Linked DNA regions of Anas platyrhynchos: regions 1 and 2 are each linked to region 3. A link is a contact called in public Hi-C data. All regions are on one chromosome and are shown on one strand. The core of a region is the stretch at or near the end of the contact, and the rest is flanking DNA. Distances in the headings are between cores, read along the strand shown. Region 1 holds the start of GADD45G (growth arrest and DNA damage inducible gamma). Region 2 has its middle 82 kb from the start of GADD45G. Region 3 has its middle 42 kb from the start of GADD45G.

Region 1 (4,766 bases), core at 772-3,271, 43 kb before region 3:
GGGACAGCTGCTACCTTGCTAGCTTGCTTTTTCCAGTGCAGAAGTCTGGATTCTCCTCTCCCTTAGGCAGAAGTGATGTCTGTGTCTGCTGCTTTTTGCTTGGCAGTATGTTACTATCTTACTCACTTAACTGTGACAAAATCATGTGTATTACCAGCAAAACAAGGGTGTAATCTATCTGCTGTCGTGTCTGCTATTTCCTGCTATGTTACATTGCCTTTGCCGTAATTGAATACATTATTATTTCCCTGATACTCTGCACCTGACTTTTTATAAGATTAGGAGGCTGTTTTCCCGTTTGCTGTTTTAAGGGCTTTCTTCATCGAAGAAATACTGATTTGTTTTGTTTTGTTTTGTTTGTTTGTTTTCTTTTTCCCCTAAGCTTTCTCCAGAAACATTAAGGGGATGAGATCAGGCACTGAATCTAGGCGTCATATGCCTTTGGGCTGGCGATTATTTTTTGTAGAAGTAGTATTTTACAAGTCCACCAGAGGTCAGAGTTTTACTTTGAATGCAGCATCACGTTTGTCTGAGAGGTGTTTGTTCATGTGCTGTAGCTGCCGGTAAAAAACCCAAGAGCTTTAGGCTAGCTTTTTTTTTTTTTTTTTTTTCTTTTTTCTTGCTATGGAAGTGGCACTGGCATTATACCGGTGCTGTCAAATTTAATGTCAAAATCCACGTATTCTTGGCAGTAGGACTGCCAAGTGATATTCCCACCCTGATCTGCAGGATGGCTTCCAGCACTCAGCAGCTGATCCAGCAGAGAACTGGTGCCTCTCAGCTTCCCATCAAATGCACAGACCATACTGGGCTGCATTTGCAGGAGTGAATTTTGGTGCTTAGCATTGGGCTTGTAAGTGCACTGGGGACACTGACATCCACCTGAGCGTGCTCAAGTGTCCTAGGGCAATGGGGGGTGTAACTTCCACTGCCAGAGCAAAACATTCAGCATGCTTACTTGGGTGTTCGTGGGCAGCAATGCTAAAAAGTGAATAAGATGGAGTTCTTTTTTTTCCTATATATTAAAGACATGGGAGGCAAAGACCAAGTAAGTGAGTAGTGGAGCATGATGTCCACTGAAGCTGGAGTTTGCTCTGCAGACAGCAGAGTCCGAGGAGCTGGCTGCTTCAAAACCGGAGGAAAGAGAGGGACGGGACCAGGGGCAGGCACAGCTCCTTCCTGCACCCCCGGGGCTGCTCGGGAGGCCTGATGTTGGCATCCTGGTTTGAAACGAGCTGGACCAGGCGTCTGGTCATGCCCTGTGGCCTTTGGCACCGTCTGTGCCAGGAGAGACGGGATGACGGCGCGATGTGAGCGCTGCCGTGAGGGGAAGCCCTGACGCCAAGGCTTTTGGGCAAGACGTGGAGGCCTACGCGTGGAAGGGCCGCTGCGCCCATAGGCCTGCATGTGTGGGGTTGTGACTTTGGTGCTCACACGTGTTAACCTTCTGCATCCGCTACAGGCTGCTGGGCCTGATTTCTGCCCGTTTCAAGCCCCTTTGCTTTGCACCGTGAGGGGACGGGCGCTGAACCCACAGCCGGGCAGCGGGGCACCGCTGGGCTCCCCACACGCCTCACGGCGCCCGGGTGCCTGCAGCGGCTGCTGGGCTCGCTGTGTCCCGCTGTGCTGCGTTACTGGGGGCTACATGGGGGGGCGCTCAGTGTGTTATGCGGCAGGGAGCTGCTTTTACACGCCAAGGGCCCGGCTGCTCGGCCGCCTCCTCACACACCCGTGCGCGCTCCCGCTGCCGCTCCCCTCCCCCCCCGCCATTTTCCCCCCCCCTTCCCGGCCGCGCGCGGGCTTCCCCGCCCGGCGCGTGCCCCCGCCGCCCCTCCCCCGCCCCACGTGTCCTGCCGGCACGAGCCGCCCGCTCCCCCCCCCTCCCCTCCCCTCCCTCCCTCCCTCCTAGGCGCGCGCCCATTAGCATGACAAAAGCCCCCTCCCCCTTCCCCGCCGCCGGCCAATGGGAGCGCGGCACCCGCCGGCAGCTGCCGGCGCCGCGGCGGCGCGGGGCTATAAATAGGGGCGGGCGGCGGGCGGGCGGCGCAGAGCCGCTCGGATCGGCGGGTGGCGAGGAGCGGAGCGGAGCCCAGCACAGCGAGGCTCGGTGCCGGCTGGGAGCGATCGGCGCCGCCGCGGCTTGTCCTTATCCACCCGCTGCTATGACTCTGGAGGAGACCCACGGACAGGAGCCAGTGCCCGCGGGCAGCGACTGGTAGGTAGCGGCGGCGGCGGGGCGGCGGTTGGGCGGCCGTTGCGGCGGTTGGGCGGCGGTGAGGCCGTTGGCGCCGCGCTGACTGACCGTGCCCGTCTCCCCCTTCGCAGGATGCAGGGCGCCGGCAAGGCCCTCCACGAGCTGCTGGTGTCGGCGCAGCGCCGCGGCTGCCTCACGGCAGGCGTCTACGAGTCGGCCAAGCTGATGAATGTGTAAGTAGGGCGGCGGGGGCCGGGCTGGGCTTGGCGGGGGGCTGCAGCACGGTCCGCAGAGCCTAACCTCGCCTCGCCTCTTGCAGCGATCCCGACAATGTGGCTTTCTGCGTGCTGGCGGCCGATGAGGAGGACGAGGGGGATATCGCCCTGCAGATCCACTTCACCCTCATCCAGGCCTTCTGCTGTGAGAACGACATCGATATCGTGCGGGTCAACGATGTGACCAAGCTGGCAGCAGTCGTAGGGCCCAGCGAGGAGGATGGGGAACCGCGGGACCTCCACTGCATCCTCATCACGGTGGGTGTCCCCGGGTGGCGAGGGGCTGGGGGGGGGCTCTCTGCGCTGCTGCTTGCAGCACAGCCTCTGCACAGGGTGGCCACGCTGCCTGCAGGTGGCTGGATCCTCTTCTGGGCAGAGAAAGGGGACTTGGCACACGTGCCTGAGAGCCAATCTGCTGAGTAGTAGTAGGCTACGTTTCTCGTAACTGTGGATTTCCTCTGCCCGCAAGGGTGACAGCTCTGCTTCCTGCTTTCCCCGTGCTGGGACAGAAGCTATCTGAAAATACCTCACTTACTAAGTCAATGCTTCTGTAAATAATGTCATGACTTCAGCTGGCAGGCAGTTCTCATGGTGTGCAACTTTTTTTTTCCCTCTTGCAGAACCCAAATGAGGATGGCTGGAAGGACCCAGCTCTAGAAAAGCTGAACTTCTTTTGTGAAGAGAGCCGAAATGTCAATGACTGGGTGCCAACTATCACCCTGCCCGAGTGATGGTGACCCAGCGCACCGGGGAGGCTGAAACCTTTGTTGCATTCTCAACGTGGTGTTGGTTCACCGAAGTGTGCAACAAGCTGCTGATTCCATGGATTAGCCTGGTCAAGAGACTGGATTAAGGTCACTCAGACTGGCATGCAGTGGGCTCTTACAGAGGAGAAAGAAGAAAAGAACAGCTCACCCCACCAGTGAGCCTCAGTAGGCTGCAGCTGCGGTGGGGAGGCTGACATACCATGGAACTGAAACAAGTATTGCAAGTTTCCTGGTCGAGAGGAGCTGTTTCAGAAGACAGAGAAAGTTGGGGGAAGTGGGCCAAAACTTTACAGAAGGACTGGACAGAGTACTGTAACTAGAACTGTTGGCGCTGTCTATAAAACATGGAGAAAAGGAAGTTCCAGTATTTGATGGACTATTAGAGACTGATTACTAAGGGGGATATAGAGACTCTTAAAGCAGACTTCAACAGGCCTCTGGGCCACTCTGCAGAACTGGTTTAATAATGCAATAATTTTTATTGAAATATTTGCTGCTATTGAAGCTTTCATAATAAATTTTTGACAATTAATTTCTGGGAGTGTCTTGCTTACTGGGTGGGGAAGCATGTCACTGAAATACCACTCATGTTTTGCTCATGGGCTGTAGTCAAAGGTATATACCACAGCAACGGGGCCATTGCTCAAACACTTTCTCTCTCGGGTCAGCTGAATGAAGAGCTATGCTTTCCAAGTTGATAATTCAACCTTTCACCCTCTGCAACAGCTGCTTATCGCAACAGCTTGCAAGACTAAGGAGCTGCATGCTTAATGAGCTCACTTATTGTAATAGGTGGTCTTTGTAGTCTGCTGAAGGAACACAATACATGTTAGGAACATGGATTTTCTGGAATACAGACCTCCAGTAAATGGCATCATTACTTGCTGAATATGACTTACTCATTCAGAGCTGTGGTGTTGCCACTTGACAGAAGCAGTTTAGACATGATGGGGGCTTGCAGAACTCCTTAGATGTCAAATACATCTTACACTTGCTTTGACTAGAATGACATAGTTAGACTGAAAACTAGCTAATAGAGAATAAACATCACATCTGCCACAAGCTGCCCTCTGATTGCCATATGCTCCAACAATAGGAGCTGTCACTCCAGAAGGCAATTTTGTGAAACTGAATTGCACGACAACTCCAAATTAAGTCCAAAACAATTTAAGGACGGGGTGGCCTTTCTCAGAGATCTTGTCATGAAAAATTAATATGGGGGGGGACACCAATTTTTCTCTATGTGAAAAGGGAAAAAAATATCATCCCATTTCTGTGCAGAGTCTAAATCAGTGCCCCAGTGTCTGACGTTAAAATGGCATAGTACTGATCCCTTCTGAGAGCAAGAATGCTAGACTATTCACTTCCTCTGCAGGCACTAAAAATACTCAGTTATTAGAATTGTGTTTCCTCTGGCCGGGCTTGCAGAGATTGACAGTAGCACTTGCTGAAAAGTGGTAATTTCTACCGGGTGTGTGTGAACAGTTGCAGTTTCTGGTAAGCAGCTTGCTCTTGGTTTCATTGTTCCTG
Region 2 (4,325 bases), core at 425-2,924, 39 kb after region 3:
CTGCAGTGCAGATAAATGCTGAGCAGTGTTGTACAGACACAACTGGGAAATTATTTCTTAGTGCACACACCTAGAATTAATATTTTCACAATTCTTTTCCTCTTTTCACAACAGTCTTGGTCTTCACATCACTTTGTCAGGAAACCCTGGCACTGGGAAACACCACTGACCCCACAGACCCTCCAACATGGCATTTTTTTTTCAATTTTTAGAAAGCACTGAACAATTTATGTAACTGCTTAACTATGCTCTTGTGAGTCAGCATTTTGATTTCAGAGACTGTTTTCAAGCAAGTTTAGTGTATGGTAACTCCTGTTATATGTAGACACTCTCACTCAGCATATACATATATTCTCTCTCTTAATTCAATGCGGATGCTGATTTATTCTGATAAATACCCATATTAGTCAAAAGCAAAGATGAAACTTTCAATAACACTCAAGAAATTTGCGGTCCCTGCAGTAACTGTTAAAAGAATAACCAGTTTTATCCTTCATTGTAACGTAGCAGATAAGTAAGGATTTCTGGTTCTCAGCTAAATGCAGAAAGCATAGATTTTATTTATGCCTTCTCTTATTCATCACAAAAACACATAACAAAATGTAGGTGACAAGTTTTCTTTAAAAGACCAGGGTAAAAGAAAGATGCTGATATCTTTGGTGCATGGTGTCTGGGGAAAAAAACACGAGTATATGGGAGGCAGGTGCAATAGCTGTATGAGGTCAGCTCCTGAGATGCTGCGGGTACAAGCAGTGTGTTGTTTCCAGGAGTCCCGGGGCCCCTTTCTCCAGTCTGGAGGCTCATAAGGTGTGATGGGGCTCTGCCATCCCCACCTGCCCTGCCAGGATCCTTGTGCCAGGCCAGAGGTATGAGGGGCTCTCCCATAGGGACTTGGTGTTGTCTTGTGAATAGCACGTGGCTGGTTCGTGCCAGTGTTCAGCTGGAGAGCTGTCCTGCTGGCTTTGCCTAGAAAACTGGGGCAAGCCACAGTGCATTTTTGCCCTTAGCAGGATATTAATTATTTGATTTTATAAGATTAAACAGGGGAATAATTCAAAACATGCGGATTTCTCGTTAAGAGATTTCTCATTAAGATACCTGTTGCATTAGTGAATGAACTACTTTTTGTTTAAACAACATGGGTATGTTTCACCTGATATTTCAGGGCTATTTAGTGCCCTTTCACTGTATGAACTGAGCTGCACAGTTGCAGTAGTTTCACTGAAACACAGGATGAACCCCAGACTCCTGAGACATTTGGAGAGGCACTAGGAAAGATAAAAATACCAGCTCCTGGGTGGCACATAGAGACTCATAGCACTTTAAACCCTTGCCGGGGTTTTCCTTTAAGGGGTCTTTGCCACTTGAGAAATGTAGCTGCAATGAACTTGCAGGGCTAGGTTTCGCTTGCCTGTCCTGGTAAATACCATTTACGCTGTCACATGCAGTGTGTGGAGCATGGCCACTGTTTCTGTTTTTATGAGCCTCTGTTTTTATGAGTCTTTTCTGCCAAGTGCTGTTTCCTCCATGGAGGAAGCACGACGAGCAGCAAGGCAGTTTTTGGAGTCATGTGTAGTAGGTCAACAGCTCTCTGGGACTTCTATAAACACGGCTGTCTGGGCACGGTGCCACCTCCCTTGGCCTCCTGAGCAAAGCTTGCTGGTTTCCTGCAGGACACAGAGGGTCAGAGCTGTGTGTGCTTGTGTAACTCCAGGAAAGCACTCAAATTAAGCACATGCATGTTTTGTAATTGCTTTGAAATCACACAGTGTCTTCTTCCAGTCTTGTTAGGCACAATGTCTTTCTCTAATACTCACTCATGTTAAACTAAGAAAGCAAATGGATACAGAGCAGCCCCTCAGTGACGAGCCTGGCATCCTTCCCACTGCACTCCCCAGTCCTCACGCATGCACTGCTTTCTGTGGGACCACACAGACCTCACACACTGAGCAGCAGCAGGACATAACTGTTACTGTTACCTTAATTTTCTTTTGACCTTGGCTCTTTGAGTCTCAAAAAAAAAAAAAAAAAAAAAAGACTAAAGGCAAAGACAGAACTGTTTGTGCATGCTGGCAAAAAGGAAGGTTCAGTGGGGATGTGGAGCCAGAAAGCATTCAGAGAGGGCTATCAAAGAGAGTAAGAGTGGCTGGGGGAAACTCACCTGCTGCGTTTGATGTTTCTTGCCGAGCATGCAGTTGTCCTCTTTGAAGTGTCAGGAAGCGGGGGAAGGAGCAGTGTGAGTGGCAGGGGCTGCAGCCCAAGGGCTGTAGGACATGCAGGGACAGGGACCCGCAGTTGCTTGCACCCCCTGCCTGGGTGCCCAGCTGGTTGGGAGCCGCACCTCAGCTTCCCTTGGAAGAATTCTTGGGAATTCATGAGGCAGTGGGAATACATAAAAGGTTTTATTTCTGATTCAAAGCACTAGAGGGGCCTGGAACAAAATGTCTGGGCAGGGATGAAGGGAAGAAGAGTCTGTCAGAGGAAAGCTCTGACTTGACACACACCCTCACTGAATGAAGGTGTGTTAAGGGAAGGCAACCTCAAAACTAACCTGTCATCCTAGTGTCTGCAGTGACTTCTGCCAAACAGGTTGCACAGCTGCCAGAAAAGCTCCCTGAGGTGTGCCTGTGACAGCTATGAGCAGACCTCTGCTGCAGAAAACAAGGGTCATATTGGAGCATGCATGTGTGCTCATTTCAAAATAAGACTTGGTCATCTTGGAGCCTATGCGGTTGGGATTATTTGATTAAAGGTCATGAAAATTAGGGTATAGGTTTTATTTTCCTAATGCCATTGCTCCACACATCTGAAGTACCATGTGGAGAAGTATGAACCAAATCTGAGAGCCCCGATGCTGCTGGTTTGCATCCTTTTTTGTTTGTTTGTAAGATGGGATGGGCCCTTGCATGAGATTATAAAATGAGGTGTGTGCGGCTATCTGCTTTACATTGCTAACTACAAATAATTTAGGGTCACACAAATATTTCTTAACAACTCTTTGCAGCAGTTGTGCTTTTAATTTTTAGATAAGAACTAGTGAGGCTTAATTGCCTCCTTTTTGTTATTTTTAATGTCAATGAGTAGCTGCTTAACCCACCAAGAAGGTTTCTTCCAATTTCTCTCTCTTTCTCTCTCTTTTTCTGTTAAATGGGGATTTCCTTATTCTTGCAGTTACATACTAAATTTCTGAGACTGAACATATGGAGTGATAATGAGAATAACATATGAAGTTGTCAGAGGCAAATTTACAAGGAATAGGCAAAGATACAGGTACTGCTCTTTATGATGTTTAATGTCAGAATAGGATCCACATTTTTTAAAATGTTCGAATATCTAACACCAATTTTGGAAGAGCAGCCTTTGCAGGAAAAAGAAAAAAAATAGTTCCAGGAAACAAAATTCTTTAATAATCTTTCAGTGACTGATCTTTATATCTGCAAGGTGCTGCCAAAAAAGTTAATCCTAAAAAGATTCCTAGAATTTATTTGTTTTGTAAAGATGAAAAATAGCTTGTGGTTTGGAGCTTATAATATTTTTTAAAATATAAATTTAGTTAGAACTACAAAGAGATTAATTCTGCAGTAATAGGAAATAGTCCAGAGACTGTGCTTGCATCGCTACAGTAAGTCTTCTAAGGCAAGGAATGATATTAATGTGCTTTTTATTTATAAAGGTGATAGCTGGCCCCACAGTGCTAGTGCACTTCCTCTGCCTGAGATCTCCATGGTCACCTGCTGTAGAACAGTTAATGAGTCCGGGAATTATTATAGTACACGGAGCCTAAGTTTTAGCCCTGGGCTAAGAACCCTGTCTGAGCTGTTGCATGATTAAATGTTCCTTTCATTTTCTGTCTTCTAAAACCAGGAATGTATCTGTGCTTTTTTTGACATGTGTGAAATCTGCAGCTGTCAAAATCTTTCTTTCTTGAGGAGTCCTATGTCAGAAAAAAATGATAATATTTGATTTTCTGTCAAAAGCTTGAGTATTTGCTGTGAAGTATACATCTGAGTAGCAGGAACATTTTCTTAACTTGCAGTGTTTTAAGAACTGCCTGTGTACAAATTCTTTTCTGGCTGCAAGAAAGCAATGTTCTGCAGCACTGACTTCACTGGTGATCTTTCATTCTGACGGCCAGTGATCAGGGAGACCCACAGGAGCATTTTAAATCTGTGCCCCCGAGCCAGCATGTGCGGGACTGGCATTAGCCTCGTAATGCTGCAAGCCGGGTCACATCTGGCCCTGTCCGCAGGCTGCCCAGGGTCTGGAGCAGCAGCAAGGCTGGCGGGAGCACTGGGTGCAAAACATCGCTCCTGGGCACCCAGTTA
Region 3 (4,438 bases), core at 1,807-4,306:
AGAGGGGCTCTGAAAAGGCCGCCGCGGTCCAGCAACAGCTGCTCCCGCACAAGAAATTTGAGACGGTCCTTTCACAAACACAACGGCTGGCAGAAGAATAGGGAGGCCACACTTCGCCAAAATGAATCGTTTGCGATTGAAAAGGGGGGACCCAGGGCTCCCAGTGCTTTTAAAGGCTTGCACCTAAAGGTCTAAGAAATGATTAGTCAAAGTACATCGCGGAACAGGAGAAAAGTGTGCCACAGACCATAGGGGGAAGTAAATCCCTGCACTGCTATTAAAAGTTGATGCAACAGCTATTCTCCACAATAAGTGGCACAGAAGAAAGCCTCCACGTCTGTATGGATGCATGTATACATTTATCACAGCGTTTAGCCAGGCTGCTGCGGCCGTGTTTGTTGGTGCAGTTGGAGCAGTTTGTTTGAAATTGTGGTGATTTGCACCTGCTGGAGAAATGACAAGACTGCTCACATCAGAAATCAGCACAGCCGTGAGGAGCCTGGTGATCTGCCCTCCTCTGAAACCACTGCCCCAGATACTGCTGGTGAAAATCCCCACCAGAGGGCTGCTCAAAGGCTTCTCAGTGCATCTACCCTGGGGAAACAACAGTCCCCAGGGAGCAGAGATGAGTTCACGTAGGAAAGGCCTCTTGGAGTATCAGCCCTGCTCCTCCCCTATGCCAGGCTGTAGACATTTAGCGTTAGACATTAACACTAATAAATGACAAATGGCTATAAGGGAAGACCTTTCCAGAATGTCCTAGCTACTCAGTAAAAATTGGCAGATACACATACTGCCAGGTTTGCTGCCACCCTCCTCTTCTGTGCTGCCTTTTGCTTGGATAGTGCCTGAATGAAATCTACTACATTATATATACTAGTGTATACAGCGATGCATATAGGTATATATAGTTATATGCATATTTTAGGACTGTGGTACAGATCTCTTTTAGGCTAGGTCTTTGCAGTAACACTGAAGCTTTTTGCAACAAAGCCAGTAGGGTTTGCACAATTCAGTGGTGAAACTCTTTGGTGGACTTCATGATTGACCATGTTATGGTCAAAGAAGGGAGTAACTAAAGCAGATCAAGCTGCATGTGAGATGGTGAAATTTGAAGAATGTAGGCCCCAAAGAGCAAAATGACAGAAATATTAATGCATTTATTAGTGCTTTATACTTTCAAGATGACTTTGCAAAAGAATAAGAACAGTAGGAGGAAAAAGCAAAACAAAACCACCCCACAGCATAGACATAGCTGTCAATAGCCATTTAATCACTGATAAAACCTCAAATAACCCCAGTAATTTGTCTGAAGAAATCTGTGGTGCCTTCAGCACAAAAGGGTGGCTGAGCTGGGGCAGGATCCCAGCTCACGGCCACCCTTCATGGGCTGGCTGCTGACAGGAGGGTTGTGCCATGCACAGATGAAGGTTTCGGCTCCTCAGAGAGCCCAGCTTGCCTGAACAGTCATTTTCTGCCTTCTTTAGGGAGGAGGAGGTTGGGCAAGACAGAAGCAGACACGGGCTGGGTTTAGCTGGTTGGATCACACTCTTGTAAAATGCCTCTTTTACGGCGGATGTTGGGTTATCATCAGCGTGATGTAGCGTGACACCTCCCAGGCAGTGTCTTTGTACTCACCAGTTAGATCAGCATTCCAGCCTTGTCTACAGAACGTAAAGAAAATACTGGCATATGAGCAATGATCCTGTATATCACCTAAAAAATCCTGTGCATCCAGATGAAAGATGTCTTTTTGTTTCATAGGATTACTGGTCATTTATGATGATGATGGTGATTATTATTAAATACAACCATTAGTTGTATTTGCAGCATATATTTAAGCCACTGTAGTTGCATTTTTTCTTTCATTTTTTCTGTGACATGATTCTGTAGAGATCAACTTAATGAAAGCATGTGCATTTTTTTCATTCAAATTATGATTTTTTTTTTCCTATATGATTTTGAAGTCATTTGAAGGTGAAAGATTGGAGTTGTGCTAAAATTTGAGAGAGACTGCATTCTACTTAAGCATTGTGCTGTCATTCCCAGAAAACAAGGAATTTGGGGTGATAAAACCATATGCGTGTATGTCTGAAAAACAGAATACAGAGCATGAACAAAAATATGCTAAAGATTTAAAAAAAAATACAACAGTGCACTTGGAACCACTGTTAATGACTGACGTTTTGATCCTGTTTGAACTAGAGATGCAAGAATGCCCTTTGATAATTATACAGCGCTGTCTTCTCTTTGGTCAAACAAAAAACTACAGCTGGCGTGACACCATGGATGGTGGCAGAAACAATTTGATATAAAACAGGTGTAGAATGGTAATCTGGGCCACAGTCACTGCAGTAAAACTTGAATCACTCTTGGGCATTCAGCACAGGTGTCAAATTAATCCTTGATAGTTTGCCAAAATTGTAAGTATGTCAGATTGTTGTTACAGGGAATAAAAGGGCATACTCTATAGTTTCAGATGGAAAAGAAAAAAAAAAAAGTACTTAAAGAAGTTTCAGTAGTCCAAGACACTACAAGGTTAATCTCTGTGGTGTTAACCTAAGAAACTACTGAGCTTACTCGTGGTGTCAATGTCCTGCCAAGCCAGCACGGGCTGAGGCTGTTCTGTGCTCTCCCTGCTGTTTGTACAGCGTTCATGTGCCAGCCTGTTCAAAGTACAGACTGGGAGCTTCTCAGAAACTTGAGGCTGTTACTAGTCTCCTGCAAAGCATTCAGAAGTGCAAAAAGACGTGCACAAGCCCTGCAAGGTGCAGAAAGGACTCACATACAGTGCCTTGTGAAAAAGGTCTGATTTAGCAGAGAATGTCAAAAAATGCAGTTCACCTAACAGCGTGTTCTGATCTGAAGTGGGGCTACTGTCTGGTACCTCATGTCCCAGCCACATCAGCTCTATTTGGTCACACACACACACACACACAAAAAAAAAAAAAAAAAAAAAAAAAAAAAAAGTGAAGAATTTGCTGAGAGTAGCATGAAGAATAACAAGCATTGCTGGCATTTATGCTGACTGTTTAGAGGGGGAAAAGCAGTAATACAACTGTTTCTAAACAAGGGGAGTAAGTGGAGATATCAGCTCACAAGGCAGCACTCTTCACTTCTCACTTACTGGGTGTTATGACACAATATCATTCATACTGCAAATTTGAAACTGTTCCTTTTGTACAATGTGGTGGGGCATGAAATACAAGTCCAAAGCCAAGACCTTTGGAACAATTTGTTTTTGAAACTGGAACGAGGGTGACTGCTGTGCTTCAGCATTATCTGCATATAACAGGTCAAGTTGCACCCTCACTAGTAGTAACCCATATTCAGCAGAGCAAGAATGTGAGAAGTTAAAAAAGGAGAATAATTTATTAATGCTTTAGAATGACTGACTATTAGTTCTCCTTGTTGAAGGAATAAGAGTGTCCACGATGAGAGTTTTCAGGTTTGGGATTGGAACCAAGACATACACGTTGCAGCTAGATTTTGTGGTTCATAGCCAGAAGTGTGTTTAACTAAAGTCTTTTTGAAATATGAGAGTCTTAATTTCCTCTGTCCCTTCTTTGGTTTGCTCCCAGAGCTGACCATCATCCTGTAATGACCTGGAATGGATCCTCTATCCTGATATCTTCAAACGTACCGCTGAATCGGGACCTTAGATTGTATTTTTCCATCTGTAGTAATGTTCTTGTGCTCTATTTAAGAAATCTGAGCAAAAAACTACAATCACCACAGAATTTCTTCTCCATACACTAGTATGTGAAAAAAGCAGGGAAGGCTTTGTTTAATGTGAAGTTAATTGTCAAAGGGACTAGGTTTGCTCATTACTAAATTGCATTACTGCATTACTGCTACAAAAAGACAAAGTCCTGGTAATTAAGAGCAGGCAGTCCTTTACAATGTGCTGCAGAGACAGCAGCAATTCATCAGTGACATTTGCAAATTGTGGCACTGTGTGCTCCTTGCACAAAAGGCACAGCTGCCCGCAGATAACATCAGTTCAGCAGCGATGGGGTCCCATTTGTTTTCTCTCTGCCTCTTGCTGTCTCGTTTGGGGAGCAGGTGAATATCAGCTGGCCCAATCTGCTTGACCTCTGGGGCTGGTCTTCTGGGAGGCGCAGCTCACCAGGCTGACCAGCGATGCACTTGTTTGCCTTGTTGAACTGGGCATGCTTAGCCCAAAGGTTATTGCTTCTCACCTACATTTTAGATTAAAGCTTCTGGAGAGATGAAGTACTCTCACTTTTTCCTTAGTCTGTGTAAAGAACCACAATTCACATCATAGACTGTCCTAACTCCAAGCAATGGGTAAAAGTTACTCATGCAAATTACAGTGACTGCAGTGTTATAGAGATTGTGCACAAGAGATTTCAGTTGCTGAAGTTCAACCTCCAGCTGGTCTCTAGTGGCAGAAATCCCCTGTGCAGATGATCCC

The links. Hi-C and Micro-C count contacts between places; a contact is called where the count stands out from the background.
Region 1: a contact with region 3 is called in a Hi-C map of F5 follicle, with 2.3 times the contacts expected there. The contact joins the promoter of GADD45G here to the enhancer-like site in region 3. A contact is called at or near these places in 2 of 8 Hi-C or Micro-C datasets (F5 follicle and skeletal muscle).
Region 2: a contact with region 3 is called in a Hi-C map of liver, with 1.8 times the contacts expected there. The contact joins two enhancer-like sites. A contact is called at or near these places in 2 of 8 Hi-C or Micro-C datasets (liver and skeletal muscle).

What each region holds. Positions count from the first base shown.
Region 1 is chrZ:48,212,030-48,216,795 of IASCAAS_PekinDuck_T2T, forward strand. It overlaps GADD45G (growth arrest and DNA damage inducible gamma), which reads left to right and starts at 2,022. Exons shown (of 4, transcript XM_027446775.3): 1 at 2,022-2,215; 2 at 2,326-2,427; 3 at 2,514-2,727; 4 at 3,090-3,768. The coding sequence starts at 2,163. The coding sequence ends at 3,200.
Region 2 is chrZ:48,294,242-48,298,566 of IASCAAS_PekinDuck_T2T, forward strand. No RefSeq gene overlaps it. Among named protein-coding and RNA genes, the nearest start is that of GADD45G, 82 kb to the left of the region's middle. Within about 2 kb of position 1,675, at least 1 of the 8 cell types and tissues checked has an H3K27ac peak or open chromatin away from gene starts, as enhancers often do.
Region 3 is chrZ:48,254,150-48,258,587 of IASCAAS_PekinDuck_T2T, forward strand. No RefSeq gene overlaps it. Among named protein-coding and RNA genes, the nearest start is that of GADD45G, 42 kb to the left of the region's middle. Within about 2 kb of position 3,057, at least 2 of the 8 cell types and tissues checked have an H3K27ac peak or open chromatin away from gene starts, as enhancers often do. A contact at or near this core is called in F5 follicle, where this site is marked.